Linked DNA regions of Mus musculus: all the other regions are linked to region 1. A link is a contact called in public HiChIP or PLAC-seq and promoter capture Hi-C data. All regions are on one chromosome and are shown on one strand. The core of a region is the stretch at or near the end of the contact, and the rest is flanking DNA. Distances in the headings are between cores, read along the strand shown. Region 1 holds the start of Ptp4a2 (protein tyrosine phosphatase 4a2). Region 2 holds the start of Pum1 (pumilio RNA-binding family member 1). Region 3 holds the start of Nkain1 (Na+/K+ transporting ATPase interacting 1). Region 4 holds the start of Zcchc17 (zinc finger, CCHC domain containing 17). Region 5 holds the start of Azin2 (antizyme inhibitor 2).

Evidence for each region. Promoter capture Hi-C pulls out the DNA fragments that hold promoters and counts their contacts. HiChIP or PLAC-seq counts read pairs in DNA pulled down with a chosen protein or histone mark.
Region 2: an H3K4me3 HiChIP or PLAC-seq map of bone marrow-derived macrophages shows a contact between it and region 1, with 3 times the contacts expected there. The contact joins the promoter of Pum1 here to the promoter of Ptp4a2 in region 1. A contact is called at or near these places in 1 of 39 promoter capture datasets (hippocampal neurons) and 5 of 115 datasets of contacts at active chromatin or transcription factors (bone marrow-derived macrophages, cardiomyocytes, embryonic stem cells and 2 more).
Region 3: an H3K4me3 HiChIP or PLAC-seq map of stem cell-derived neural progenitor cells shows a contact between it and region 1, with 2.5 times the contacts expected there. The contact joins the promoter of Nkain1 here to the promoter of Ptp4a2 in region 1. A contact is called at or near these places in 2 of 115 datasets of contacts at active chromatin or transcription factors (pancreatic cancer cells and stem cell-derived neural progenitor cells).
Region 4: a promoter capture Hi-C map of pre-B cells shows a contact between it and region 1, with 5 times the contacts expected there. The contact joins the promoter of Zcchc17 here to the promoter of Ptp4a2 in region 1. A contact is called at or near these places in 3 of 39 promoter capture datasets (hippocampal neurons, liver and pre-B cells) and 5 of 115 datasets of contacts at active chromatin or transcription factors (T-cell acute lymphoblastic leukemia, bone marrow-derived macrophages, embryonic stem cells and 2 more).
Region 5: an HNF4G HiChIP or PLAC-seq map of pancreatic cancer cells shows a contact between it and region 1. The contact joins the promoter of Azin2 here to the promoter of Ptp4a2 in region 1. A contact is called at or near these places in 1 of 39 promoter capture datasets (pre-B cells) and 1 of 115 datasets of contacts at active chromatin or transcription factors (pancreatic cancer cells).

The regions. Positions count from the first base shown.
Region 1 is chr4:129,818,475-129,824,546 of GRCm38.p6, reverse strand. Ptp4a2 (protein tyrosine phosphatase 4a2) reads right to left here and starts at 4,068. Exons shown (of 6, transcript NM_008974.4): 1 at 3,946-4,068.
Region 2 is chr4:130,661,440-130,666,646 of GRCm38.p6, reverse strand. It overlaps Pum1 (pumilio RNA-binding family member 1), which reads right to left and starts at 3,326. Exons shown (of 22, transcript NM_030722.3): 1 at 3,180-3,326.
Region 3 is chr4:130,571,336-130,577,063 of GRCm38.p6, reverse strand. It overlaps Nkain1 (Na+/K+ transporting ATPase interacting 1), which reads left to right and starts at 3,028. Exons shown (of 7, transcript NM_025998.4): 1 at 3,028-3,235. The coding sequence starts at 3,182.
Region 4 is chr4:130,358,422-130,363,683 of GRCm38.p6, reverse strand. It overlaps Zcchc17 (zinc finger, CCHC domain containing 17), which reads left to right and starts at 3,692. Exons shown (of 8, transcript NM_153160.5): 1 at 3,692-3,808. It overlaps Snrnp40 (small nuclear ribonucleoprotein 40 (U5)), which reads right to left and starts at 3,552. Exons shown (of 10, transcript NM_025645.2): 1 at 3,335-3,552; 2 at 927-1,056. The coding sequence starts at 3,478.
Region 5 is chr4:128,960,161-128,965,430 of GRCm38.p6, reverse strand. It overlaps Azin2 (antizyme inhibitor 2), which reads left to right and starts at 2,976. Exons shown (of 11, transcript NM_172875.4): 1 at 2,976-3,130; 2 at 3,227-3,347; 3 at 3,872-4,068. The coding sequence starts at 3,964.

The DNA of each region.
Region 1 (6,072 bases), core at 2,819-5,318:
TGTATAACAGTTTTGAAATTGAAAATGGGGAACAACTCTTCCCTGCTTTCAATAGATTAAACTCAAATCGCAATTTCCCAAAGCAATTCTGATTAGTAGCATCCACTGCTTCAGCAGGGATGTAAGTGCTTTAATTCTAAAAGAAAAACAATTCCCACTCACCACCGTGTACTTACTATCGTCTCAGCTTAGACCGCAATACAAGGAATTCAACATTTATTCTATAATCCGATTTCCTTACTTGTAAAGATGAAAGAGTACCGCTATGAGATTAATGTGATGAATTATTGTTTGCATTTATTTTGCCCATGTTTGTATATGTGCATTTGTGTGGAAGTCATAGCACAACCTGCAGCTGGTTCCCTCCTCCTATCATGAGAGCCCCAACCAAGGATGGCACAAGCACCTTTACCTGTGGAACCATCACCTTGATGGATATAAAGGTTATACTTTGTGATCAGACACATACAGTCCTCTAAAAAGGAAACACTATTTTTAGTGCTGTAACCAAGAACACCAAACTTTAACATATTTTTACAAGCACCTAAAACCACTCTACCTCGACCCTCGTGCTAATTTGCTCTATTACTCTACCACATTAAACTGGGTCCAGATTGCTACTCACTCAAAATCTTACTTAACAATCCCTAACTTCTATTTAGGCATAAATGAAGTTTCAATCTCCAGAGTGAACGTGGAAAAAGTTGTGTGTCATTTCCCTGAAGTTTTCTTTGAGAATGCTTTCTCCAGAGCTTTTACTGAACTCTAACCCCTGATTTCAATAAAAGGTAGAACTGTAATGTAAGACCCTAATGAATTTCAACACTGTCAAAACTGTCCTCAAAGGCTTAGGGTGCAGCTCTGTAGGAGAGTGACAGGAGGCCCTGGGTTCAAAAGAGGTAGAGTGGGAGGTGGACCTAACTGAAAGGGAAAGAAGGAAAGAAAGAGAAGGAGAGAAGAGAGGGAAATACACTGTAACTGCTCACAATTTCCAACCACTATGCGTGGCCCCTTTGACTTTAAGCAACACTTGCAGAAGCATTCCTTTACTGTTTACTCTTCCTTCCTTTATGCCACCAAAGTTAAGTGATGTTGTAAATGGTTTCTGCTATAAACTTGGTTCAAATTAAATATTACTTGACTGACTCATGGAGGGAGTGGTCTGACTTCTGTTCTGAGTCAGAAGATACCCAGTTCAGCAGTTCGGAACTATTTTCTACTGGTAAAGGTGTTCTGAAATGACAGCTTAATCTAGCTACGAAATGTAACATGTTGTCTTAGTAATACTTTTGCATCTGAAGTTCAACTTAGAATTAACGAAGTACTTTCAAGTGAATTTTCTTACATGTGATTTGCCATCTCTTGACTTAATTATCTGCACATCCCAAGAGAAAAACTTTTAAAAAAGTGGTAACTTCAGTTGACTCCTCTGCTCCAATAAATTCCCCCCCAATAACAAACAAAATTCCCAAGCATAAAAGTCTGCTACATTTCTTTAATCAGACTTTCCTCCCAGACACATCCCAGGTGCCTCATAAAAACTGTCTCGAAGCACACACCCTGGGGCCCCAAGACAGTTTCAAGGCACTCTCCTCCTCCCGCATGAAAGCCTAGCTTAGGACCCCACATGCCTCAAGTCAGCATCTCCTCCAACCATCCTCTTGCCTCAAAGGCACTTGTCCTCTCCATTGGCTTCCCCAGCTCTCCTGTGTGCAAACTGCTAGGTCATTCTAAGGATGAGAAATTTCAAAATCAGATATGCTACTGAGAGAATGGTTTGGTATTCTGGAAAAATGACCTTAAACATTTTTAATCCAATTCTTATCATCTGTGTGACCTGGGACAAGCTACTGAACAAAGTGCCTGCTGCCCATGCGTCTCTTATCTCACTAAGTCCAGGGGGCACATCACCAAACCCCCAGTGCCTAGCAAACAAACAGAAGCATCTCAAAAAGCCTGCCAAACAAATGCCAACAAGGCTAACCTCCCCTTCGTGGCGTGATAAATGAATATTAAAGGCACCTGAAGCATAGCAGCACTTATTACTAATCACTCCCACCTCCCAGGAAAAGACAATTCTGCCTCTCAAGCAGGGGATGCCAGTTTCTGAGAGGACACACTAAGAATACACCATTCATTTCTACCCAAGCTTAGTGGGGTCATGCCTGCCATGTTAGCAGCTGGAAAGCTGCAGCAAGAATACCACAAATGTCAGGCCAGCAGTTAAGTTCCAGGCCAGGCTACAGGATGAGACCTGACCTCAAAAGAACTATGATAGATAACTTCATATTGAATTTTGTTGTAATTCTATACCCACTATCACAAAGAACCACCTTTTTTTTTAACTTTCCTTATTCCCAACATTTTTTTGTAGTAGTGTCACTAGGAATTAAACTGAGTTCTTCTTTGTACGAGGCAGTGCTCTACGGCAGAGCTATCCTCAGATCCCTTTTACTATTTTGAACACCCCCCCTCCTTTTTTTTTTTTTTTTTACTATTTTGAGATTTAGGCCTCACAAAGTTTCACAAACTGCCCCTGAAACCTTCCATCCTCTGGCCTCTGATGCCCGAGGAGCTGAGATCACAGACCTCTGCCACCAGGCTCAGTTTTACTCACTTATTTCCAATTACCTTCTATGATTACATCATTAAACAGAAAATCTTTATCAACAGTTCATCTCAAATCCCCAACTCAGCCTACTTATATACCTATACCTTTAACACTTGGGAGAGACTTGAGGCAGGAAGATCAGAGTTCAAAGCCAACCTGTTATGAAGCATTTGAGATGATACCAAATCAAGAACCTATTTGGAACTTCTAAAAGTCCAATAAAACAAATGAAACAAAAGAACTTCTTCTGCATCCCCCATAGAAAAAGTCCATTAACAATTCTTTCCGATCATCCGATCCAAAACTAAGAGTGTCAGGATCAAAAAACGAAGCTCTGATAATGTGAGTTCTTCTATAGTCTTAGTTTCCTCTTGCACACTAACAAGGCTCAACTTCTCTCACTTCCTGTCTGAAACAGCTCAGTAACACAGAGCGGGGAAGCAAGTAAATACCATATACTAATCCAGCAATAGCGACTCCAAACTGAAACATTTGCTGAATGCCTACAATGACGCTAGATTAGTCACTTTATACTTCGTGACAAATCCAAGGGCAGAAACTAAACTATGGCACTTTATCGATATTTATGACCGTTTCTTAGGCGCTTTTCTGCAGAAGGATACGAGAGAGTCACAGATAAAAGATACCGCGGCTTACCTCATTAAATAGCCTTGACCTCAACACTGAGCATTTGCCAAAAAAAAAAAAGTTTACGCTTCCGAATACTTTACCGGCTAAAACTCAGACTCCGGGACAAGAGTCAAGCTTGGATGGTTAGCGCTGGGAAATGGGGGTGGGGAGGATGGCAAAGACATCTCTGGAAATTCATAAATTTACAATACATTTTTACGAAAAGGGGAAAGAACGCCAGAGATCAGCGTCACGGGAGACTCAGACCCTTTTCTCTTACTTGACTGCAACTCAGGGATCCCACGCTTGAGTGAATTAAGTCCCTGGACGCGAAGGGTTCCCTATCAACACAAAGACCAAGGGGCCTCCAGGATGCCTGTGCTCACGCGCCGGACAAACGCAGGCGCACCCCTGCACACCACCTAGTCCGCCACGCTCCTCCTCGTCCCCACTCGCTCTCACCACACCTTCGCCCCCACAAGGACACATGCTGCCCGCACACGCACCTTCTCCCGCATTCTTCTACGCTCTCTCGCTCTCTCGCTCGCTCACCCCACCTCGAGCCGCGCTCCCCGCCCCTGGCCCGGCCCGGCCCTCCTTCCGGGGACGTGTCTCGGGCCTGCTCTAATGGCAGCGGCGCCTCCCGCCCTCCCCTGCCCGAGGCCCGGGCGCCGCGCGGGGCCGCCCGGGAGGGGCGCACTCACGCTGGCAAGCTGGGGACTGGGCATTGAAGGCCGGCGGAGGCGGGAGCGAGGAGGCGCCTCTCTCCTCAGTCACCTCGGCGGCGGCGGCGGCGGCGGGAGCGGCGGCGGCGGCGGCGACGACTCCCCCCCAGCCTCGGCGCGCGACACCCGGCCCGGCCCGGCGGCGGCGGCGGCGGCGCGTGTCCACGAGTCCGTCTTGCTGCTGCTACTGTTGCTGCCGCGACCGCCGCTGTGTTCCCCCCCCGCTGCCGCCGCTGCCCCCGCTACCGCCGCTGCCCGCTGGCGTCGCCTCGCGCCGTGCCCGGCCGCTGCTGCCGCTCCAGCCGCTCCCGGACGAACGACGGTTACAGCCCGGCCGATCGCGCCGCCGCCACCACCGCTGCGCGCGCAGCCGGACCAGCTCCCGCCGCCGCCCCTCAGGGGGCGCTGCGGGGCGCGGCGCGCGCGGCGCAGCCACGCCCTCGGAACCGATGATTGGCTGCCGGCGGCTCGCGGCGGTTGGCCCCACCCACTCTGCCTACAGAGCTTTGACCCACTGCCCTGGGCGCCTCCCGCGCTCCGCCTCCGCGTGGCTTGCTGCGCTCGGCACTGGGGGCGACGGAAGGCGTATACATGTGACCGGCGCGGGGTGGGGGTAGCGGGGTGACGAACGTGGCTGAGGGAAGCGCCCGCCCACTCTGCGACTCGCCCATCCGCACCTGGGTCTAAGTTAGCGCCTCTGGCCACCCAGTGACCCGCAAGGTCGCGGGCGGATTCCGGATCCCGGGAGGCGCCTCGAGCCAGATCCCGCTGGGTCTGGGACTGGGACTGGGCGGCAACCGGGGCCTGAGCTCGGGGATTTCCAGCTCAGAAGTGGGGAACCGAGTACCTTATACTTGGCTGTCCTTCCTGGAGGCCTCGAACATCTCTGCGAAGTCTCTCTGCCCTGCTCCCCAGACCTCTATCGGGCAAGCAACACACAGACTCTTTAGATACGGAAATGCAGAATTAAGGAAAAAGTTTTTTCCTAGGTATTCTCAACTATTAAGCGGAATACTGTCTTCACAGCACAGATACTCTTCAATACTTAAATAAAGTATGAAGAATGGGCGTGATTAAAAAAAAAAGTCTGGCGGTGGTGGCCTATGCCTTTAAACCCAGTTCAAGGCCAGCCTGGTCTACAGAAAGAAAGCACCTCTAGAATTGGAACTGGGAATAGAACTCTGGGAAAAGCTTGCCTTGCATGTGAGGCCCTAAATTCAACTCTTGGGAGCCTCAAAAAAAAAAAAAAGTTTGAGTTGGATTTTAACAGTTTTGAAGATTATCTTAGAGATTCTCTAATGGAAGGAGGTTTTTTGTGTTGTGTTGTTTTGTTTTGTTTTTGTTTGCCTTTTGCTTTTGAAACCTGGCCAGAAGTTATAAGCCAGTTCATGCATCTTGATTTCTTGTTTGGAAAATGTGGTTACCCGGTGAGTTGGGAGGCTGGTTTGGGCTATTGCCAAGTGGAACAGGAAAAGGCTCTGGAGGCTGGCCTGAGAAGTGGGTTAGATTTCCCCAAGATGGGAGTGGGCAGAAAAGTGTATACTCACTATCCCGCACGGAACCCTCGCCCACCCAGGATTGACACTTACAAGGAAATGAGAATGCCCCTGGAGCTATCGCTCCCCAGTGTGTTCATCCTGCCCTTGCCCTGTGAGGAAATGCAGTGGTCAGTGGTCATTAGCCCTTTCCCACGAGGCAGTCCTGGAGCATCGCTCCTCACCAGAAGCTGCCCTTTAGAACTTAGTTTTAAAAAGAAAGATCTAATGACTCAGCCTCCTACAGCCACAGCGCAGAACTCAGGAGGATGGGGTATTTTAGGGCAAGTCTGTGTGGCCTTGCTGTGTGGGAGTTAAAAGGCCTTGAGGAGCAAGAGAGTCTAGAGATTAGAATCAAGGCCCCTGGCAGAGGGTGTGAAGGCTGCGCAAGGGTTGCCTGCATTATTCTCCCAGCCTTTCTTCAGGCAGCGTCTCTCCAAGGACAGACTGGAGAGGAAGAACTAACCACCCAGCAGAACTTTGGCTGCATTTCCTGGTTATGGATGCTTCATTTATGGCTTCAAAACACCTTATTATGCACATCCTACCATAGTATGTACAACATGCTATA
Region 2 (5,207 bases), core at 2,077-4,576, 840 kb before region 1:
CTCAAAAAAAAAAAAAAAGACAAAAAAAAAAATCAAACCTGCTTTGGAAATGCCTAATGTAAATCACAACTTCCAATACCCTTCTACCTACCTACCTACCTACCTACCTACACACACACACATACACACACACAAACCAATTAAACCTTACACTGGAATAGTTCTAGCCTTCTAGGCTCTCATGAATAAAATGCTGTCTAGGCTCAAGTACAAACCCAGAAAAGTACAGCTGTTTCATTATCAGCCTCTGCAAAGTACACAGCAGCCTCCCTAGCCCTCCTCACTTGGTTCTTTAAGGACCTCAGTCCATTCATATTTCATAGTACATTTGCTTCTACAAGAGAATCTCCATCTTGCTGTGCATGGTGGTACATGCCTTTAATCCCAGCACTCGGGAGGCAGAGGCAGGCGGATTTCTGAGTTTGAGGCCAGCCTGGTCTACCAAGTGAGTTCCAGGACAGCCAGGGCTACAAAGAGAAACCCTGTCTCAAAAGAGAGAGAGAGAGAGAGAGAGAGAGAGAGAGAGAGAGAGAGACTGACTCTCCATCTCTTTACTTCAGGCCAACTGATGCAACAAAACTCTAGTTTTGCCATCAAACTAACAATCTCTCTGTCAGATTCTAAAGGAAGTTTTTCCCCCATGCCTTGGTTTTTGATAGCTTTTAATCACTAAGTTGAAAGGTATATAGAAAGTTTTAAATTTTCTCAAATCACTACGCTTAAGGTTCCACACCAGTCAAGGCAACAGAGCCTCAATCATCAAGAGGATTCATAAAATAGTAAATGTAGTATTTTCTAACATAAAAGAACTGCGAAAAGTTACCTATGAATTTTCAAATTAAGAAAAAGTTAGCCGTGGTGGCGCACGCCTTTAATCCCAGCACTTGGGAGGCAGAGGCAGTTGAACTCATTTCTGAGTTCCAGGACAGCCAGGACTACACAGAGAAACCCTGTGTGTGTGTTGGGGGGGGGGGGGAGTTTAGCTGGCCAGTGGCTGTGCAGTCAGGAGTCTGAGGCTGAGCCAGATGAACCTCGAGTTCGAGGTCAGCCTGGTCTACAGAGTGAGTTCCAAGATAGCCAGAGCTACACAGAGAAACCCTGTCTCAAAAACTAATAAATAAATAAGCAAATGATAAGAGATTGTCCCTGAAAGCAATCTCATTCTAAAATATAACTGGGGAAGGGTCACTTACAAAAATATTAGAACAAAACAATTGGCCTCTTTAAGGCTGTCTGGAAGCCCTGAGACTTCCTGGTTTACCCAATGAGGCAAGGCAGTTTCTCAAACACGGGAGAGCCTGGCAAGAGGGACAACTGAAAAGTGAGCAAACACCTCAGCACTAACATGTGTCTGAGAGAATTCTGTAACATCTTGGCACTGACAGAACAAAAACTAATAATCTGTCACCTAAGTACCAGAAAACAAGAAACTGATGGTACCTTTTAGGGTCTCTCAACACTCACTAAGAAATTATGTGCAGTATTTAAAATTTGATTTTTTTAAGCAAATGACCTATCGTTTAGAAACAAATATTTTAAGCAATGCAATGAAGTAGCAAGCCTAGTCTAGTACTTCCTAGCTTTCACACTGTCAAGATCACAGTGGAGTTTGTTTTTACTTTTTCTTTTTAATATCACTAATAGTACTTTTCTTTAAACAAAACAGCATGGTTTAATCTATCTCCATTCACTAAGATGCTCAGGGCTGATAGGTGTTTATTTTTACTACACTGAACAAACCTTCTGTGGACATAAATTTATCTTAAAGCAGTTCACAGACTCAAACTAAACAAATCCCAACTTCAAAAAGCTGTGGCCTTAGACAAGATGAACTCAAGCGTGGAAAGACAAAATACTAGAAGTTCAGAATCCAGTATTTCCAAACCTTCAGATAAAGATCCGCAGCCCCTAGTGTTTTACAAAGTTACAATGAGCAAAGGGTCAAAATGGTTTACTAAAAACCCTGAAGGAAGCTGCTTATCTTAAAAGGAGAGCCACATTAGTAACTTTTACACCAAAGCAAACAGCTCAAGCTACAATCCTACCTTCAGAAGTAACTGGCTTTAAAAACTGAACGCCCAAAAGCCCTCATAAATCATCTTAATAATCCCAGTAATTAATGGGGTGAGCAAAATGATCAAGTGTAACGAAGCGTTATCGTAATTTGCACAATGAAAACGAACAATCCTTCAAAGTTATGGTGGGGATAAAGCCTTCTCTGGTCATCTATGTGGGAGTTCCTCGCGATGTGGGAGGGGAGCTCTTGGGAAGAGGGGTGAGCTTCACTGGAGAAAAGTTACTGGAGTGTTCCTCCCTTAACGTGGGAGTGGTACTGACGAGTCAAACAAATGACCCATGTTTACCCACCGCGTTCGTGAGGACCGAAACTGTAGCACTGTGTAGCTATCTACATGTTTGTCCTACTACCTGCTGAAAGCCCCTTGGAGAGGGAAGCACACCAACACAGGGAGGATCAGAGAGGAAGAACACCCCCTCCTCAAGGGGGAGGAAAACACACACAAGCTCTCACAGAAACAAAAGGCCACAAGGAACCCAGGCGCTTAAAAAGCGATCCGAAACTTCCTGATGGTCACCTCTCCATATTTCAAGGCTTGCAAGATCGCCCACTCCCCCACCACCATGGGGGGCTCGCCCGAGGACCGTGGCCCACCGCCCGCTTTCTAAAGCCTTGTATTGTTCCTCCCTCGGCGCTGCCACGGAAGCTCCAGCCAAGTCCAAGGAGCCCGCGGGACCACAGAATCTCCACTCCGCGGCCACAAGAGAGGACCTGGGGCTGCTCAGATCCATCCAAAAAATAAATAAATAAATGCAGGGGAGGAAGGAAAAAAAAAAAAAAAGAAGCCGAGCCGAACGGCAACACCAACCTCTAGGGACTCCCGGCAGGGCCGAACGGAGGCACGGAGCCGCCGGCAGCCGCGGGCGAGCCGGGCCCCGGCCGCGGCCCGCTCCCCACCCCCTCCTCGCGGATAACAATAGGGCCTCGCTGCCGCCTCCCAAACACGTACGAGCGGAGCGAGCGCGGTGCCTCCGCCAGGCCCGGCGGCGTCTCTAAGCCCTTTCTCGCCCCGCCAACCGCTGCCAAACGCCAATACGAGAGGCGCATCGGCTCGCTGGGGGTTCGGAGCACGGTTTGGGGCCACCGGGGCGCGGATACTCACGGGCGGAGCGGTAGGATGAAGATGGATTCCGGCCCCCCGATCTTCGCTCGCCGGCGCTCTCGCTCCCCCTTACCTTTCACTCCGACAACATGGCGGCCCACTGGGGACTGGGCTGACGCGGTGCATCATGGGAGCGGCGCCGGCGCCGGCCCCAGCTCCGGCGGTGGCAGCGGCGTGTGCGGAGCGGGCGGGCGGGCGGGCGGCTCTGGAACAGGTTGCCCGGTTGCCATGCCAACGGCAGGGCCTGTGTGAACTCGGGGAAACTCGCAGGCCACACAACCGCTGTGCCCGCCCGCTGGGGCGAGCGCGCGCCGCCGCCGCGGAGGGAGCGGGGTGGGAGGCACGGGAGCGCGCACGGAGTGCCCGGGCTGCCGTGGGGGGGAGGGGACGCCAACCTGGGGCTGTGCCTGAACCTTGGCACAGCCTGGCCAGTGTCTGGGTTCGAACCCCTTCTAGCCCTCTGGCTCCTGGCCTTTTTGCATCTTTTCCTGCCTCGTTTCCCCAGTGTAACATACAAAAGAAAAGAGCAACAGAACGACCATGCTGATGGAGGGCAGGACCTCAACCTAATTTGCAGGATCTGGAGCGCAATGACAATGGCAGGACCCTTGTTCAAAGGTCATTAGAAATATCAAGATGGAAACTAAGCAAATTAAGCTGAGAACTAGAAGCCAGAGGTGTTTGCAAGCACTCCATTTCAGTTGATTGGTTGGTTGGTTTAAAGATGCATTTGTATGTGATTACACTGTCCTACCTTCAGACATACCAGAAGAGGGTGTCAGATCCCATTACAGATGGTTGTAAGCCACCATGTGGTTGCTGGGAATTGAACTCAGTACCTCTGGAAGAGCAGTCAGTGCTCTTAACCAATGAGCCCTCTCTCCAGCCCTGGTTTGGTTTTTATTGTGACAGGGTCTTTTGTTGTAGCTCTGGCTGGGCTGCTCTCTAACCTACTGAAATCCACCTGTCTCTGCCTTCAAGAACCGTTCAATTTTTTTTTTTTTTTTTTTTTTTTTTTTTAGGTTTTTTAGGCTTTTTAAATTCTTTTTGATTTTTCAAGACAGAGTTTCTCTGTGTAGCCCTGGCTGTTCTGGAACTCCCATTGTAAACCAGGCTGGCCTCAGAACTCACAGAGATATCCCCACCTCTGCCTCCTGAGTATTGGGATTAACAGCCTATGCCACCACCACCTCGCTTTTTTTTTTATTTCTGTTTTTGAGATAGGGTGTCATAGAGCCAGGCTGCCCTCAAACTCACTGTGTAGCTAAGGATTACCTTGACCCCCTGAGCCTACTTCCATACCTTCCTTCTGTTACTACAGACATACCAAATGTAGGACTTCACATATGCCAGGCAACACCCTACCAAACAACTGAGCTACATCCCCCCCCACCAGGTCTCGATATTCAAACTCAAGAACATACTCTATTCAGAAAGCCAGCTTGTAACCAGACCTGAAATTCCTTAACTGAACCTTCATTTCCCACACTGCTAACAATGCTTTGTGAAATCAAGTAGATAATGCATTTAGCTCCATCAGGCCAAGGCCCTGGACAGTACTGAATAGCCATAGTATGCAAGCACACAGGAGGAAGAAAGATGACAGATATGAGAAAATTACACCTTTTAGCTTCTTACCAGACAACTCTGGGCTCCATGCTTTCGTCCTGAGAGCCATAGTTAATTCTTTACTTTCTTTTTTTTTTTTTTTTTTTTTTTGTTTGTCTGGTTGGTTGATTCAGTTTGGTTTTTTTGGTTTCTCAGGACAGGGTTTCTCAGTAAAGACCTGGCTGTCCTAGAACTTGCTCTGTAGAGCAGGCTGGCCTCAAACTCAGTGGTCCAACTGCCTCTGCCTTCCGAGTGCTAAGATTAAAGATGGTCCCACCGCTGTCCCGCTTAGTTTCCTTAGGTTGAACTTCAGCTTCCGTCATCCATTTGGTAAGACTTTAATGCTGGTTTAGCCATAGACAGGAGATATTCGTCTTGAGGACTCACTAGTCAATCAGATGAGGCAATCCCAGCGGAGTA
Region 3 (5,728 bases), core at 1,779-4,278, 750 kb before region 1:
TCATTGGCATCCTTTATAATAGAGCCATTCTGCAAGGCTCTGCAAGCCAATCTAGCTAATTACGGAACACAAGGAGGGGGTCATAGGAGCTCCACAGCCTGTCCACTGGCAGGACAAATGGTAGCCAGAGGCTTGGGACTGGCCTCTTGCAGGGGTGCCTGCTTAGGAGACTGAATCCGTCGCCTGTAGGGGTCTGTGCTGAGTCCCAGGTAGTTCAAGCCATAAGTGAATTGAATCATCAGACACCCAGCTGGTTTGAAGAATTGGTTAGTGACAGAGAATGTCCCAGAAGCTATAATTAGTGGCCACGTTCAGCCCTCTGGTGTGAGAGGAGGGGGAGTTCTCAGTCAGATCATGAAAACCTGTTCGTGGGCTGTCAGTTTCTCATCCCCAGAGGGTGAAAGCCACAGGCCCTGCCTAGCCTCAGGTTAGGGTCAAGAGCAAAAGGGACTTCCCAGGACCCTCTTCCCATCCCTGTCTGCTCGACCTCCCTGAAACCTGACCACGACCCCGCCTTCCCACTCAGGAAATGTGGCTGTGCTCTGAGTCATGGCTGTCTTTCCTTTGTGAGTCCTGCTTCAGCCTTTCCTAGTCCTCTGTTAGTCATTCCTCGTGATAAGGATTGCAAGCCCCACCCCCACGCGTGTCATCCCCAGTTCTGAACCCCTTGCCAGAAATGACGGCCTCTGCTTGTCCAGTTGTGTTGGCTCCTTCCAAGAACTTCAAGCTTCAGAACAGAAAGGTGCCCACGGGGACCGACCCAGTGCTGGGAAGCAGCATGTGGCTGGCTACTTTTATGTCAACTTGACCCAGGCTAGAGCCATTTGAGAGGAGGGAACCACAAATGAGAAAATGCCTCCATAAGACTGGGCTGTAGGCAGCCTGCTGAATACTTTCTTAATTAGTGATTGATATGGGAAGGTCCAGTCCATTCCAAGTGAGACCATCCCTGGGCTGATAGTCCTGGGTTCTGTAAGAAAGCAGGCTGAGCAAGCCATGGGGAGCAAGCCAGTGAGCAGACTCCTCCATGGCCTCTGCATCATCCTGTTTGAGTTCCTGTCCTGACTTCCTTCAGTGATGGATTATGGATCAGAACCATAAACTAATAAACATTTTCTTCCTCAACTTGCTTTTGGTCATTGTGTTTTATTCTAGAAATAGTAACCCAAATTAAGACACAGGGTGTATAACATGCATGCTACCCCAGTCTGCTCACAGCCAAAGAGTCCTGCTGTGATCCAAGGCCTGGGGAAGCCAAGGTAAATCACCAAACCGAGTCCTCATACTGCTCACAGGAAGCTAAGAAGGTTCTAGAATGAGCTATCATGGAGGTATCGAAGGCTGGAATGAGCCAGAGAGGGGATTTCCCTGGGTGACCAAGGGTCAAGGAGTGAGGCCTCAACTAAAACACTAAAGATGAAACAGCGTCCACTGCACTGCACATAAGGATCTCAGAGCAGAACAACCTTGGGACTCAGAGATGGCTTTTTGTGAAGACACTTGCTACTGAGTTTGAAGACCTGAGTTTGATCACTGGGACCCACATAGAGGAAGCTAACTCCTACTCATGGTCCTCTGAGAGCCACAGGGTGCTCTAGCATGTGTCAACCTAAACACAGACATACAACATAAATAAATAAAGAACAAACCTAAAAGCAGAGAGGGGCCAGAGGGCGTGGAAGCCTGGGATTTAGTAGGGCAGGATTGAAATAAATGACCTTGGACAGAGGGTAGCTCAGACTTGGAGTGAGGTGGCCAGGCCTTGGGTCTGTGGCATTTGGGACATTCAAGAGCCTGGCAGAGCTGGTCAGAGCCTAGCAGAACCCAGTCACTGTAAGGAGAGAGGCATCATGTGTCCAGTGCTTGGGTCGGTGAGGGCTTCTGAGCACACTGTCAGCATGGAAGAGAGAACTGACATGGGCTCACCCGAAGCCTCCAGGGGATCCAGTGGGGACCGGGCTGGCGCTTCCTTTGTGGGAAACAGGACTCTTTGGAGACTTTGATAAAAGCTGGGTCCCAGTCCCCACGTAAAGTTATGCTCTGGGTATAGAGTCTGGGACAGACTCCAGGAAGCCTAGCTAATCATGGAAACTGGCTGGACACAGCTGCCATTCCCTAACAGTGGCTGAGAAGAGTCCCCACTGTTATCCCAGTTGCTTTTTGGTGGTGTGTGCGTGTGTGCATGTGCTTGTGTGTGTGTTTAGTGTGCGATGGTTGATTCTGGGAATACCTGGGGGGCCTTTTGTTTTGTCACTGTTGAGAGTACTAGGATCAAATCCAGGGCTTTTCTATCCACTTGTCTTGCGTGTTTTAAAACGCGTTTATCTGGAATTTGGGAGGCTGAAGCAGGAGGATCTCTGAGAAGCCAAACTGGGGACCGGACTATTCCGGTCCCTGAGCTATGAAGAGTCAAGAGAACGGAAGACCGCTTCAAGCGCACTCTGGCTTTCATAAACCCAAGATATACCAGGTTCTGAAGGAAAGACAGAAAGAAGAAAATGTGGCCGGGAAACCAGGAGGGCTGGCGAGCTGGGCTGAAAACTCAAATGAAAATAAAGGGCAAAGTTGGAACTCCAGGGTAGGGTGGCTCCAACTCCCTCAGCTGGCCAAGCTAAGGGCTACTGTTGGGTTTACAGGACTGCATCCAAGAGACTTTTTTCCTACTTTGCCCCTGAGGCCCCTGGGCGGGGGTGGTCCAGAGAGGTAATGTGATCTGCCCAAGGTGACACGGCTAAGGAACAGCAGTCTGGACGCGACCCAGAGCTGCCAGCGCGCAGGACCCGCACTCTTCCACTTCGCTCCACGCCCCTCCCCTCCCCCGCCCCCTCGCTCTTCCGCCCCTCCCTCGCCTCCCTCCGGGGTGGCGGCCGAGCCACGTGGTGGGCCGGGAAGCGGCGGCTGCCGAGCGCCCGGGCGGCTGCCCCAGCTGGGCAGTGCTGCACCGCGCCGCGCTCGGTGCCTGCGGGGGCCGCTGCGCGCTGGCCGGCGCCGCGGGCGGGAGGTGTGCCGACGGCCGGCCGCAGACAAAGGAGGCGCGGCGGAGCCCGCGCGGACCGGGCGCACCATGCACTTGGGGTGCGGCCGGCCGGCCGCGGCTCTGGAGACCCGGCCCTAGTCGCCGGCCCCACCGCCCCGGGGCGCCATCGAGACGACGCGGCCCCGCGCGGCGCGAGGAGGAGCCATGGGCAAGTGCAGCGGCCGCTGCACGCTGGTCGCCTTCTGCTGCCTGCAGCTGGTGAGCCGCGCGGAGCGGGGTGGGGCGGCGGCGGTGCGTGGGCGCCACCCGGGGTGCGGGGTGGCCGGGCGGAGTCTGCCCCGCGCGGGCCGGCTTGTCCCTTTGTGTGCGCTCCTCGCCTCAGCCCCGCGCTCGCGCGCACGGTCCAACGCTCCCGGGTTGCACGCGTCGGTTCGCAATGGGTGCGTGGGCTCCCGCTGGGGGGCTGCGCCCCAGGACTGTGGCTCCCTTGGGGCTGGGGGTGTGTCCGAGGCTGGTCTGTGTACTCGGAGAGGTCCCTGCCCGAATGTTCCCCTCCAGATCGCTGATTCCGTGGGTACCTCATCCCTCTGGGCTCCGCCCCTGTGAGCGTTTCTCACAAAGTCTCTTTCTGCTCCTGTATTATGTCTCTGGAATGTTTTTAGATCTCTGGCCATTTCTGCTTCTTGTTTGGGTGGTGGGACCTGAGACTCTTTGAGAACCCTCGGCCGTCCTTTGTGCTGCTTTCCTGCCTCCCAGCACCCTCCTGACTGGGTGGCCAGGGATGGAGAACTACCTCCTTGAGGGGGGTGATCAGGAATTGATGTATCACGGGCCAGCCTAACCTGGCAGGCACCGGACTCACTCTGTGGTTCTCTTTAGTCTGACCACCGAGTCCTCCAGCGTCCCATGAGCCATCTGTTCTATCAGCAGCGGGTGAGGTGGGGTCAGGTAAAGAGTTCCCTGGTCCCATTGGATGAGGACACTTGAGTGTCTTGGGAAGAATCAGAGCATCTCGGGGCTCTGTGCTGGCCCCAGTTTGGGGGAAAATGAGGTCTTTAACTGGAGGGCAACAGAGTGAATCCGGAGGCTAAGAGTAGCTGAGGTCCTTGCCTATGTATTGGGAGGGTGATAGAGAAGAGACGGGGGTCTCCTGCCTCCCTTGGAACTGTGTTATGCTTCTACTCAAGACACTGTTGTGTAGGAACTGCTGATAGCATCGGGTCTGTGGAGGAGCCTGGGGCCTCATTCCTATGGGTCCCGTGGTCTGGATCTGCCTTCCGGCCAGCACCTGCTCCTCCCCACAGGTGCGCAGGGTGGTGGGAAGCTTTGAGTGAGATGTGCTGGTGGCCTCTGTCCTCTCACCTTTCCTTGAGTCACCGGCCCTGCGGCGCCTGCTGTTCACAGCATCGTCCTCTTGGGCCATGCTAGAACCTCCTCTCCTCCCACATTGGTGTGTTGGTGTTTTGCCCCTCAGAAGGCCACCTGGTCTGTCAGGCGTCATTCTCAAGGACGGCAGAGGGGCTTAATCACCACCAGGTAGGATGGAAACTCCAAAAGGGCAGAGACAGCTCATTTTGTTCCTGCTAAAACCCCAGCAGCTGGGCAGCCCTTGACACCTCATTAATATTTGTAAACTAAACGAAGAACTGGTTATTTGGCAGATCTGGGCTCACAGTAGAAATATTCTCCGTTTTCTATTTTTAGGACCATAAAAATGCCAAGAAATCTTCAAACTTTTTTTTTTTTAGAGAATTCCTTTTCTTTAATTAAAAAAAAAAAAGGTTTATTTTTAAAAATTTTGTACATCCGTGTCTGTGTGTGTGAGTGCAGGTGCCCACGGCATCCTGAAGAAGCCATCAGGCCCACTGGAGCTGGGGTTACAGGTGGCGTGTGCTTAGACTCTAACTCGGGCCCTCTGTAAGAGCAGAGCGTTCCTAACGGCTGAGCCATCTCCAGCCTCAAGGATGTCTTCCTGGTTTTGTTGGCTTGTTGTGTTTATTGTTCTTGTATGTTTGAGAAATGTTCTAACTCTTCCGTCCAGGCTGGTCTTGAACTTTGAGCCATCCCCCTGCCTCAGTACCCTGAGTGAGGCTGGAGTTTCAAGATGTCTAGCTTAAGTTTTAAACTATATATTTTTGTTTGTTTGTTTTATTTTGTTTCAAGACAGGGTCTCACTATGTAGCCCTGGCTATCCTGAAATTCACTCTATCGACCAGGCGGGCTTCGAACTCACAGAGCTCCATGTACCTCTGCCTCCTGAGTGCTGGGATTAAAGGTGTGCGCCTCTACACCCAGCTCAAACTCCTTTTCTTTTTTTAACTTAAGAGATGAGGGATGTATGTTATGAAGTGAATGAATAAGCCCTCAGAGAGTGGAGAGTATTGAGTTTCCTTCTCTCTGTGCCTGTGAGCAGTTTGTCCCTTGCTCACTCCTGAGTGCTGTTACTAATTCACTGGGTGTCAGCTACTCTTGGGAATGCTTCCCCTGCCCCCCCCCCCCCCAGTTAACTCGTTTAACCTTCATTGTGACCCAGTGATGTAACTTGCTCAAAGGGATCCAGGAACTGAGACAGGCATGGGACGACCATTCAGGCATGGGACCAGCCTCCTCTGTTGCCTTAGCTACAGCCTAAGTAGCTCTGGCCTTGGTACACTGGGGCCCATAGGGAGGTGCTCACCCGTCTTGGGAGCAGACGTGGTACAGGGGGTCTCCCAGCCTCCAAGCGTTCCCAGCCAAGAGATGGCATCTCTT
Region 4 (5,262 bases), core at 2,443-4,942, 540 kb before region 1:
TTATGTATACTGGTGATTTAACTGCAAATAAGTCTGTGTAAGGGTGTCAGATCACCTGGAAGAGGAGTTATAGATGGTTGTGAGCTGTCATGTGGATGCTGGGAATTGAACTCGGGACCCCTGAAAGAGCAACCAGTGCTCTTAACTGCTGAGCCATCTCTCCAGCTTGTTTTTTTGTTTTTTGTTTTGTTTGTTTGAGGCAGGGTTTCTCTCTGTAGACCTGACTGATCTGGAACTCCCTCGGTAGACCAGGCTGGTTTTGAACTCAGAGGTTCACCCATTAAAGCCAAACTGATGCTCTTGCTAAATCAGCTCAAGGAGTTGTCTCCATGAGGGCTGGAGAGATAGCTCAGCGGTTAAGAGCACTGACTGCTCTTCCAGAGGTCCTGAGATCAATTCCCAGCAACCACTTGGTGGCTCACAACCATCTGTAATGGGATCTGATGTACTTTTCTAGTGTGTGTCTGAAGACAGCTGCAGTGTACTCATATAAATAAAAGATAAATACATCTTTAAAAAATTATATATATGCGCTCTTGGTAGCATGGGCCTATAATTCCAACACTTGGGAGGCAGAGGCAGGAGGATTAGAAATTCATTCTGACTACATAGCCAGTTTAAGGTCAGCCTGGGCTACATGAGCATGACAGAAGGAGAGTAGAGGAGGGGAGGGAGGGGAAGAGAGGAGGAAGGGGGAGGGAAGAAGAGAAAGAGAGCAAAGAAGAATATATAACTCCAACCGAAGCAACCTACTTTCCAATTAGTACATTTCCTTCCTTTTATTTTACACATGCCCTGCTTTAGCATGACTATAGTTTAACTTGGCAATTTAGACTGATGTCTGAGGATTTCTATGGCACTCAAAATTAAAGAGATCATTATTAGCAGAGAGCTGTATGTAACTCCAGTTCAAAATTGTGCCTTACGTATTAGCCGGTCAAATCCTGCAGAAGCCAGGGTGGATCCATTGGGGTGAAACTTGCAGCAGTACACTTCCCCCTCATGTCCCGAGAGCAGCATGATTGGAGCTTGAAGGGAAGAACACCTGGGCGGTCCCTAAACCAAAGACAAGTGTGAGGCAGCCATTGTCCACAGGCAAAGGAAAGCTGGGGCAGCGCATCTCATCTGGGTCAGGGATAGCACAGATCTCACCTGGGTCAGCGATAGTACCCCTGCTCACAGAACTCTCTGACAATCCCTTGGACAGTCCAGCATATGCCCAATGCGCTTTTTTCTCCCTAAGGCTGTCTCTGTTCCACAGACGACTTCTGACTGCTTGATCATGTTGAATCCACTTATGCTTCAGAATCTTAACATAGAAAGATGTCTTTCACAAGAGACCTTCCTTATTTTGTATCTTTTAAATATTTCCTCCTCAGAGTCTGTCTTTCATCACTCAAACTAACCTACTTTGAGTGAGGTACCTCCCCACACCAGTATTCCACTAGCTCCAGGGCAGGCGGTCAAAGCCCCATCACTACCTGAATTTCCCTTTCTTGCCTTTCTTTTTCCCCAAAGAGATGAAGCTCTGGGAGTACAGGTACATTCTTCATTTTAGTCACCATTTTCCTGTCTCAAGTTCACCCAGCTAGCCTTTGAAAAACCTTGTATGGTACAGCTTATTACGCAAAATAGATTTTGGGGGAATGAGCAGGGTCTTAATATGTAGCCCAGGAAGGTCTTAAAATTTTCAGTCCTCCTAAGAACAAGTGTGTATCACTGTGCCAGGCTTAGCAAAGTAGATTTGATTATGATCTTGGAGAATAAACCTAGGCAATCTTACTCATTAAATAAGAACAAGTGTACTACCAATAATCCTGAAATCTCTTTAGCAGATTCCGGCAGACTTACTTATTTTTATTATCATGTACTATCTATAAGCAATGGGTTTCATTTTGATATATCCATAAATGCAAATAATGTACCAAGATCATACTCATCCAACATTTTTATTCAAAAAGTGTCACATGTTGGCTAAAGAGATGGCTCAGTGGTTAAGAGCACTTACTGCTCTTCTAAAGGACCCAAGTCCAGTTCCCAGCATCCACAATGGGCAGCTTTCAAGGGCTGTAACTTTAGGGTCAGAGGATCCAACATTCTTTTCTGGCCACTGAGTTCCCCCTCCCCACATATGAAACACACACACACACACTCACACTCACACACACACACACACTCACACACACACGCCTAAAACAGCACTCAGTAAAACAGTAGACCTTGCATTCTAGTGGAAAGTGAGAGAAAGGCACACAGAGCCACCCAGTGCTGAGTGCCATGGGAAGAAACAGTATGGGTTCCAGATTACAGGACACTCCAACTTGAAACACAGTGGTCAGGAAAGCCCCTCTGAAAACCTGGTGTCTGAGCAAAGATTTGAAAGAGCAAACAGCTGACCATGTGGGCATTTAAAAGAACATTCCAGCAAAAGCACCAAGGAAAGAAAGAACATTATAAGTCGGTGTCTTGAGCCAAGTGACATGCCAGAAAACTGGTAGATGAACAAGGTAAGGAGGGGATTATTACAGAGAATTTGATTTTTAAAAAAACGCACAATAGAAAGCCAACATAATGTTTTCAGCAGAGTATACCATGTGACTTAATATTTCCATGATTCCCCTGGCTACTGGATTAATAACCAATCCTTGGTTCAAAGACAAAAACCAGGAATACTAAATTAAGCTCTACCTGCAGTGATGTCAGATGACATAAAAACAGTTTTAACAAGAAGGTAAAAAAAAAGATCATAGTTACACAGATCTCTTCTCTTCTCTCTTTCAACAGGACTTTGCCATAATAAATAGCCTACACTGGCTTGGAGCCATGGATCTTCTGGATACAAAAAAGTTTGCCTTCCCCATTTGCAAAGTAACAGCTTCTTTCAGTCAGGTACCATGGTTAATGGAAATTTCACACGCAAAACATCCAAGATAACATCCAACGAGTGTTAATTACAATTATAAATGCAGAGAAAGAAAAAAGTTCTACCAGGTAGTAAAGCGAGCTATCATTCATTTCCATTGCCTCCCCTCTCATTCATTCGTCCACTCTGCAAACTTTCCTGAATGTTTCTTTTATGCTAAACCCCTGAAGATTTAGGATGCGGAAGCTTGGGTCTTGATTTTGAGGCCAAGGTTTTAAATGATTCAATGCCACTGAAGGGCTGAAAACAGGCGTCTACTAGGGAAACACGTATGAACCACACAGAGAACACCAGGCACCTTCACAGAAGCCTATTTTAACTTCAGGCTCACTGTCTTTCCGTTCCCTCAGAGGCGACATCATCCGTAGGAAGAGGGGCGGAGGGCCAAAGGCGGGATGACTCCCCACTTACCGCCTGCAGCAATGCCCCTGGAGTCGCCTGCTGCGGCCCCGCTCCGGGGCCGGCTCCTGCCGCTCCCAACAGCAACTCATGTCGCGGCCGCTTGACGGGAACCAGGGGTAGCTCCGGGCCCTTACGCTTCTGCTGCTCGATCATGGCGGCAGCCACTCTCCTCGGCGCCGCCACTAACCGCGCCGCCGACCGGAGGCGCCGCGCAATTGGTTCCAACTGAGTTCTTCCTCCAGAACTTCCGGAGAGGAGCAACCAATTGGCTTCTAACATTTCCTTCTGGAAAGCCCTCTGAATACACTCTTGTGATTGGTCCCATTCTGATGACGTCACGAGAAGGCGACTCTGGGATTGGGTCGCGGAGCTGGCGTTCTCCCCCGCCCCCTCGGGCGCGCAGTGCATCGTGGGTGAGAACGAGCGGAGCAGGTTTGGCGTTCCTAGCTATGAAGCGGCTGTCCTGCTAGGCGCGGACGCGGAGTGAGTGTGTGGGGAATCAGGCGGGTGGCTGTTCCAATCTGGAAGGTGCGAGGTGGTGATAGGCCTGAGCCTGCCCTTTTCAGCTATCAGCCTTAGCAGCATGGGGTGGCAGGAGGTGTCGCCGGAAAGAGAAGTCCCTTGGTAGGCTGGAGCGGAGCTTTGGCATCTCTGGCTCCAGGACTCGAACCCTCAGACGGCTATCCCTTGACAGCTGCTCTGCAGGATGCCAATTCTGCGTCTAGCTCTGTGCTGGCCCGAGTCCTGGCCTCCAGGCTTCAGTGCCGGACTTGGCTGAGGCGGCGGACTTAGTTGTCACTGATTTAGCCGTCTTTTTAAAAGGGCTTTAATTTATGTCCCCGAGACAGCCAGTGATGAGGAAAGTATCAGATGGTTCTTCCGAAGCACAGTTTAGTTGAGAAATCGAACAATCATGCTTGCGTGCCAGGTCTTCTCGAAAGTGGTCCAAATGATATTTATTGTGCAGTGCGTTTGGGGGTCATTCTGAAGAAATATGGTCCTCTACCCCAGAGTGTGGGAAACGTGTTAAACAAATTTGATGTTAAACAAAAACCATTTGATCGGAAGACTACCTAAACAAGCGATGCCTCTTGCTGTGAGTTACTAATATAAACTTGAAGGCTTTTTAAAGGAAAAGACATCTGAGCGGTTCCTATCTGATGGGACGGTTCTAATTAGGGGAAGAGAGGAAGGGAGAACGTTCTGCACAGAACAGCAGGTTCTATCAGTCGGAAAGATGAGGGAGACACAAAGAGCCGGTGTGGGGGGAGAGAGAGAGCGAGAGCGAGAGCGCTAGCTTAAAGTGAATATGGTATGGGATGAACCTGGAAGTCATGAAGATTTGCAGGAAGTTGAAGCTTTTACTTTAAAATTAATAGGAAGCCAGCGATAGTTTTCTCTCTCCTCCAGAATGTGGTGCAAAAGAGGACTTGATCCCTCAGGCTTAATGGTGTGATGAGATTGGAGAAAGATAAGAGGTTTACTGGGAGTAAATAGACCATTTCGGGAGCATGAACAGTAGTTCTGATCAGCAATGCCAGTGAGAACCAAGCTGGAGCTGTGACTGAAGACAGGTTTAACAGTATCTTGAGATAGCAGGGGAGTAAATTGGACAGAATAGATTGGATGATGCTCTTAGTCCCAACACTGGAGGCTGAGACAGGAGGTCTCAAAACCAAAAGCAACAAAACCAAAGCTAGCCTGGGCAACATTGGGATTTTCAACCCATACCAGGCTGCTAGCGTGACACATTGTTTCATCTTCTTTTTTTTTTTCCCCTAAGACAGGGTCTCAATATGTAGCTGGAGCTCCTGAAACTCACTCTATAGACCAGGCTGGCCTTGAACTCAGATCCACCTGTTTCTGCCTCCCCGGTGCATGTATGTATTTGTCCCTTAGGAATGCCCAGTGCTAGCATGTGAACTACGATTGAGTGC
Region 5 (5,270 bases), core at 1,727-4,226, 860 kb after region 1:
CCCCCCCCCAAAGTCAAACCAAATAATCAAAAGCCACAACAGCAAAAAGCAGTAGAAGTCAGGTATAGGAACTGACATCTGTAACAGGAAGCGGAAAGGCTGAGGGATTGCTATGGGTTTAGGACTAGCCTCAAATACGTAGTGAGTTCTAGTCCAGCCTGAGCTACTAGTGAGATCCCATTTCAGAAACAAAACATAGAGCCAACAATGTTTGAGTGTGTTTCCTCTCCTCTAAGCCTAATCTTTTGAGGCTTCTCCCATGGCTTCCAAGGCCCACCCCTTTCAGATGTTTGATCTCAGAACCTTGCTCCTTGAGAGAGAGGAAGAGGATTCATGGACAGGAACTGTGAGTCTCATGCTGTAAATGGCTGCTAGCTCTCAAAGCAGGAACCCGCTAGTGACGCGTGTACAGTGGATACCCCTGTGCACAGGAAGCACAGAGCTTCCAAGCAGAAGGACCTAGACCTCAAGAAAGCAGTGTGAACCCAATTGGTTCACAGGGGTAATGGAGGCCAGGCAGCCTGCTCAGTTGTCACGGGTGGCTCAGGAAAGGTGAGAATCAGAAAATGGCTTTCTCCGACTCCGTGGTCCCACATGGCCTCAGTTGTGAACTTTATTTTGATTAGGTTGTAAAATACGTCTTGGGGAGATACTGAGGTTGGACAGGATGTGCCTTTGTCTTCAGAAAGACTACAGCCCAGCGGGTGTATGGATGTTCACAGCTGATCAAGCTCTCAGCTCCACTAGTCTGAATGAAACTCTGCTTTCATTGTAAACCAAGCTTTCCCATCCACATGACTATTCAATTACCTTTTCCTGCCCCAGAACCGTATTGTTTTCAGGACTACAACCTAATAGAATGTTTTGTGATATCTGGGGGAGGAAGTCCTTTTCTCTCCCCTTTTTGGTGATGGAGATGTGAACCGGGCCCCATACACGTTAAGGCTTTACGAAATGACTTGCTTTTCTCTAAGAACATCTTGGCTGTTCTTCAGGAGATGTTACAGATGGGTTAGTGGCTTTGTTTTGTTTCTTTCTTTCTTAAGACAAGGTCCCCTGTAGCCCAGGCTGGCTCTGAACTCCCCTTGTAGCCAAGGATGACCTTACACTTCCAAGCCTCCTGTCTCCACTCTTACTCCTGAATGCTGTGATTATAGACAATACCAACATATCCTGTTTAGTTGGTGCATGCCAGGATGCTCTCTGTTAACTGAGCTACATTCTCACCCCCAGACATACTTCAAGCAATAATTAAAAGGCAGTTTAATTAAGTGAGACTCTATAGATTTCTACCAAATAAAACTTGGGATATTCTTGGCAAGTCAGTAGCATTTATGAGGTACTTATTATATGCCAAGGGCTCTCCTTTCCTTCTTTATTTTTTAAAAGATTTATGTGTATGAATGTTTCACTTGCATGCATATGTGTACCACATTTGTGCCTGGTGATCAGGGGAGTCAGATGAGGGTGTGGAATTAGGTGGAGTTCCCACGTGGGTTCTAGGAATTGAACCTGGTCCTTCGAAAGAGCAACAAGTGCTCTTAACCTCTGAGCCATCTCTCCAACCCTACCAAGGGTTTTCTTAAAATTTGTAATTTTTTTTCTTGTTTTTTTGAGACAGGATTTCTCTGTGTAGCTCTGGTAGTAGATCTCTGTGTAGAATAGGCTGGCTTCGAACTAAGAGATTTGCTGGGATTAAAGCTATGGGCCACCATGCCTGGCTTAAAACTTGTAAACTCTTTTTTTTTTTTTTTTTTTTTTTCCGAGACAGGGTTTCTCTGTATAGCCCTGGCTGTCCTGGAACTCACTTTGTAGACAAGGCTGACCTCGAACTCAGAAATCCGCCTGCCTCTGCCTCCCAAGTGCTGGGATTAAAGGCGTGCGCCACCACATCCGGCTAAAACTTGCAAACTCTTAACGTAGTATACATAACAGGTACAACAGGGCATTAATCATATGTGTATAACTCAAGGAGCGCGCGCGCGCACACACACACACACACACACACACACACACACACACACCTGTAACCATTACCAAGCACCGGAAAGGTTCCATTCTGTCTCTTCCCAGTCAGCAGCCACATGCGCAGAGACAAGCAGCATTCGGACTTCTACCCGGAGAACTCTTGAATTAGCTTCTGAGCAACACCCTGCGCATGCTAAGCACTCCAAGGAGCCCGGCTCTCAGTCCCTGCCCTTGGAGTGCACAAAGCTGAGATGTTTTATCAGGCAAAAAAAAAAAAAAGGAAAGCAGGTGCGGGTATCTCAGCAACTGATATTAAGGCTCAAGGGAAGGAGGGGAGGGGTCAGACAGAGACAAGGACTGTGAGTCCCATTGCGTTTCGGGGCCAGGGATGGTCCGATAGAGGAAGATATTACACTGGACTCTGATGGATGAACAGGGATTTGTGTATAGAAGAGGAGACATGCTTTGAGTCGAAGCCACATTTCACCAGAGTCTTGTGGATTCTGAGAATGAAGGCATCACCCCGAGCTCGTGAAGCCACAAAAATTCTATTTGAATACATTTTAGCTGGCATTTGAGTTGGGAGTTTAAAATGCCTAGAAGAGGCGATTAAGTAAAAGGTCATATTACAAAATAAGACAGGAGAGGTTTGGGCTCCAAGGGCGGAGCCAGAACTTCACCAGGGGAGGAGCAGGGGGCCATCGACTTCAGCCAGGGACAGAAAAGTTTTCCGGAGTCACTTTTTGAGACGCAGGACGCAGGATCTGCGGCTCAGACCACGTAGACGCCTAGGATTCGAAGGATTTCCCCGCGTGGACCTCCGCGGACATCAGTCAGCCAGCTTGCTTAGCTGCGCAGCTTTGCGGAGCAGCCTCGCAGGGCTGAATGCTTTATGTCCGAATCGACCAATGGGCTGGCGGCACCCGGTTGCCCTGGCTACGGAGCAGGCAGGGGCGGGGCCAGGGCACCGGGGCGGGGCTAGGGCGGGGCTTATATAAGCGAGCGGCGGGCGCAAGGCGGGGCGTGGGGTCGGTGGCTGCTGGGCGCGCGGGGCGCAGGCCGCGGGGCCGGAGCCGGGGGGAGCGAGCGAGCGGAGGCGCCGAGGATCCGATTCACTCGCTGGGGAGACCTATGGGCCGAAGCCGTGTAAATGCGTTTTAAGGCGAGTGCAGGAGATGGCTGGGGGGGAGCCTCGGGGAGCGGGCGTCCTCGGCTTTGGGCGCTGACCCTTCCCCCGGCCCCCCTTGCCTCCTCTCAGCAGGGGCCTCGGCTCCGCAATTGCCACTCCTCCTCGGGGTGTTGCACAAGTTTCGAGGTCACCGGCGACCCCCCCTAGCAGCGCGCCTGGCTCTGGCCCCCGCGAAGGAGGACGGGGCTTGGTAAGGAGGCCTGGGGTTGGGGTGCGGGACCCCCGCCCTGCACTTGAGAGAGCCGTCCCGCGGACAGAACCCACCCGTGGCTCATAGAGCATTCTTAGTGTGTCAGGACCAACCTTTTATAAATGGGGAAACTGACCCAAGGTCATGAAGCAGAGAGCCGACTCGAACTCAAGCTCACGGGTTTTGTTTTTTTTTTTTTTGGCCCTTTAGGTAGGTGTAGTCTGGACTGGAGAAATCCTTCAATTGGAAGGAGACTTCCCCAACTAGGTTTCTCAGATCTGTCCCCACATTTTTTTTCTTCCAATTTCAAATTTCAGAACTGGAAAAGAACTCCAAACCAATCCCATTTAACAGATGGGGGTAATTGAGGCTCTAGCAGACATAACTTCACCATTCCCAGCGAACCTCGGCTTCTCAGGCTTGGGCAAGGGCACAGAACATGACTGGGCAGGGACCGTAGGCCTGGGGAGGTGAGGGATGCAGCCTGTTCCCCAGCGGTTTCCTCCATCTCCCTCTCCCCACAGTGTGTTGCATACTTTCTAAGGCGGTGGCCAAGGCAGCCAGCGGTGCTCCAAGGCAGCGGTTTCCTCCAGCCCCTGGGCTCCTCCTGCTCAGCATGGCTGGCTATCTGAGTGAATCGGACTTTGTGATGGTGGAGGAGGGCTTCAGCACCCGGGATCTGCTGGAGGAGCTCACTCTGGGGGCCTCCCAGGCCACCTCGGTGAGGGGATGGAAATGGGTGTGGGTTGGTTGCCTGTCCTCTTCTCTGTAGGAGACCTCCCATTCTCTCGGTATTGGTATTTGTTTACTTGATATTTACTAGATTGTCCCCTTTATCTCCAATTCTTGGTCCTTGCCCCCACATCTGCCCTCCCTGTGTTTCCTGACTTGAGAAAAGAACAGTATCTCCACCTTCACGGTCTCCCCAGCACTCCAGGTGGGAACTTCGGAGTACCTGCCTTTTGCGCTCTCCCCTTCTACACTCAGGCATACCCAGCTCCAGGAACTTCACGGGAGAACCTCCCTTGTGGTTGGTCCTCTTCTCTCCGAAGCCCCCAGGACCTTCTCCTGTTTCTCCCACCTGCTGCAAGTCTCCGGAACAGAATCCCACAACAGCTCCCCACTGCCCCAGGACCCCCAGCCGCACTTCCGGCTTCATGCTCAGGCTTGCGCTCTGCTCAGTTAGAGCAGAGTCGCTGTGTATGTGAGGTGCTGTTTCACTGGGCCTTTGCTGGGCTTGTCTTCAGGGTTCCCTCCCTCTACGGTTGCCTTTTTCCTGATTTGCTTCTGGCTGGCTCTGTATTCTCTGCCTCCAGGGCCACTCACTTATTCTGTAGAGTCCCATATAGCATTTATTAAAGGGACTTGTAACTACTTAAGGGCGGTTTCTCTCCAGATCCAAGCCCTTTCAAGGTCTTTGGCCTCTGCCTCAATTATTATGTTGGACAACACCGAATGGGTATCCATTAAAAAAAAAAAAAAGAAGTTGCAGGAAGAGGAAAATGAGTCCCAGGAAGGGTTTACCACAGCCTCAACCATGTCTGTGAGGATCAGGCATGGCTTGCAAGTGGGAAGAGCACTTGCATGACATTGGCAGTGGGCTGTACGCCACGGTATCTGCCTTTTGTGGAGCAGATAGCTGTATATATAGGTCTGCTGCTTTAAAAGGACATGCAGAATGCAGCCAGAGCATTAAATGTTATGGGTTAAAACCTATTTTGCATAACACATATATTTTATATATAACTATGTATAACCATACATATATATGTGTATGTATGTATATATGTATTTATAAGTGTGGGGGTAGCATTTAGGGTGAATGACAGGAAATTGAGAACCTGCCAGACCTGGCAGGGGGCATGGTGGGAACACAGGAGGCTTGGGATGGGAAAGAGTAGACAGTCTGTATAGTTGGCATTA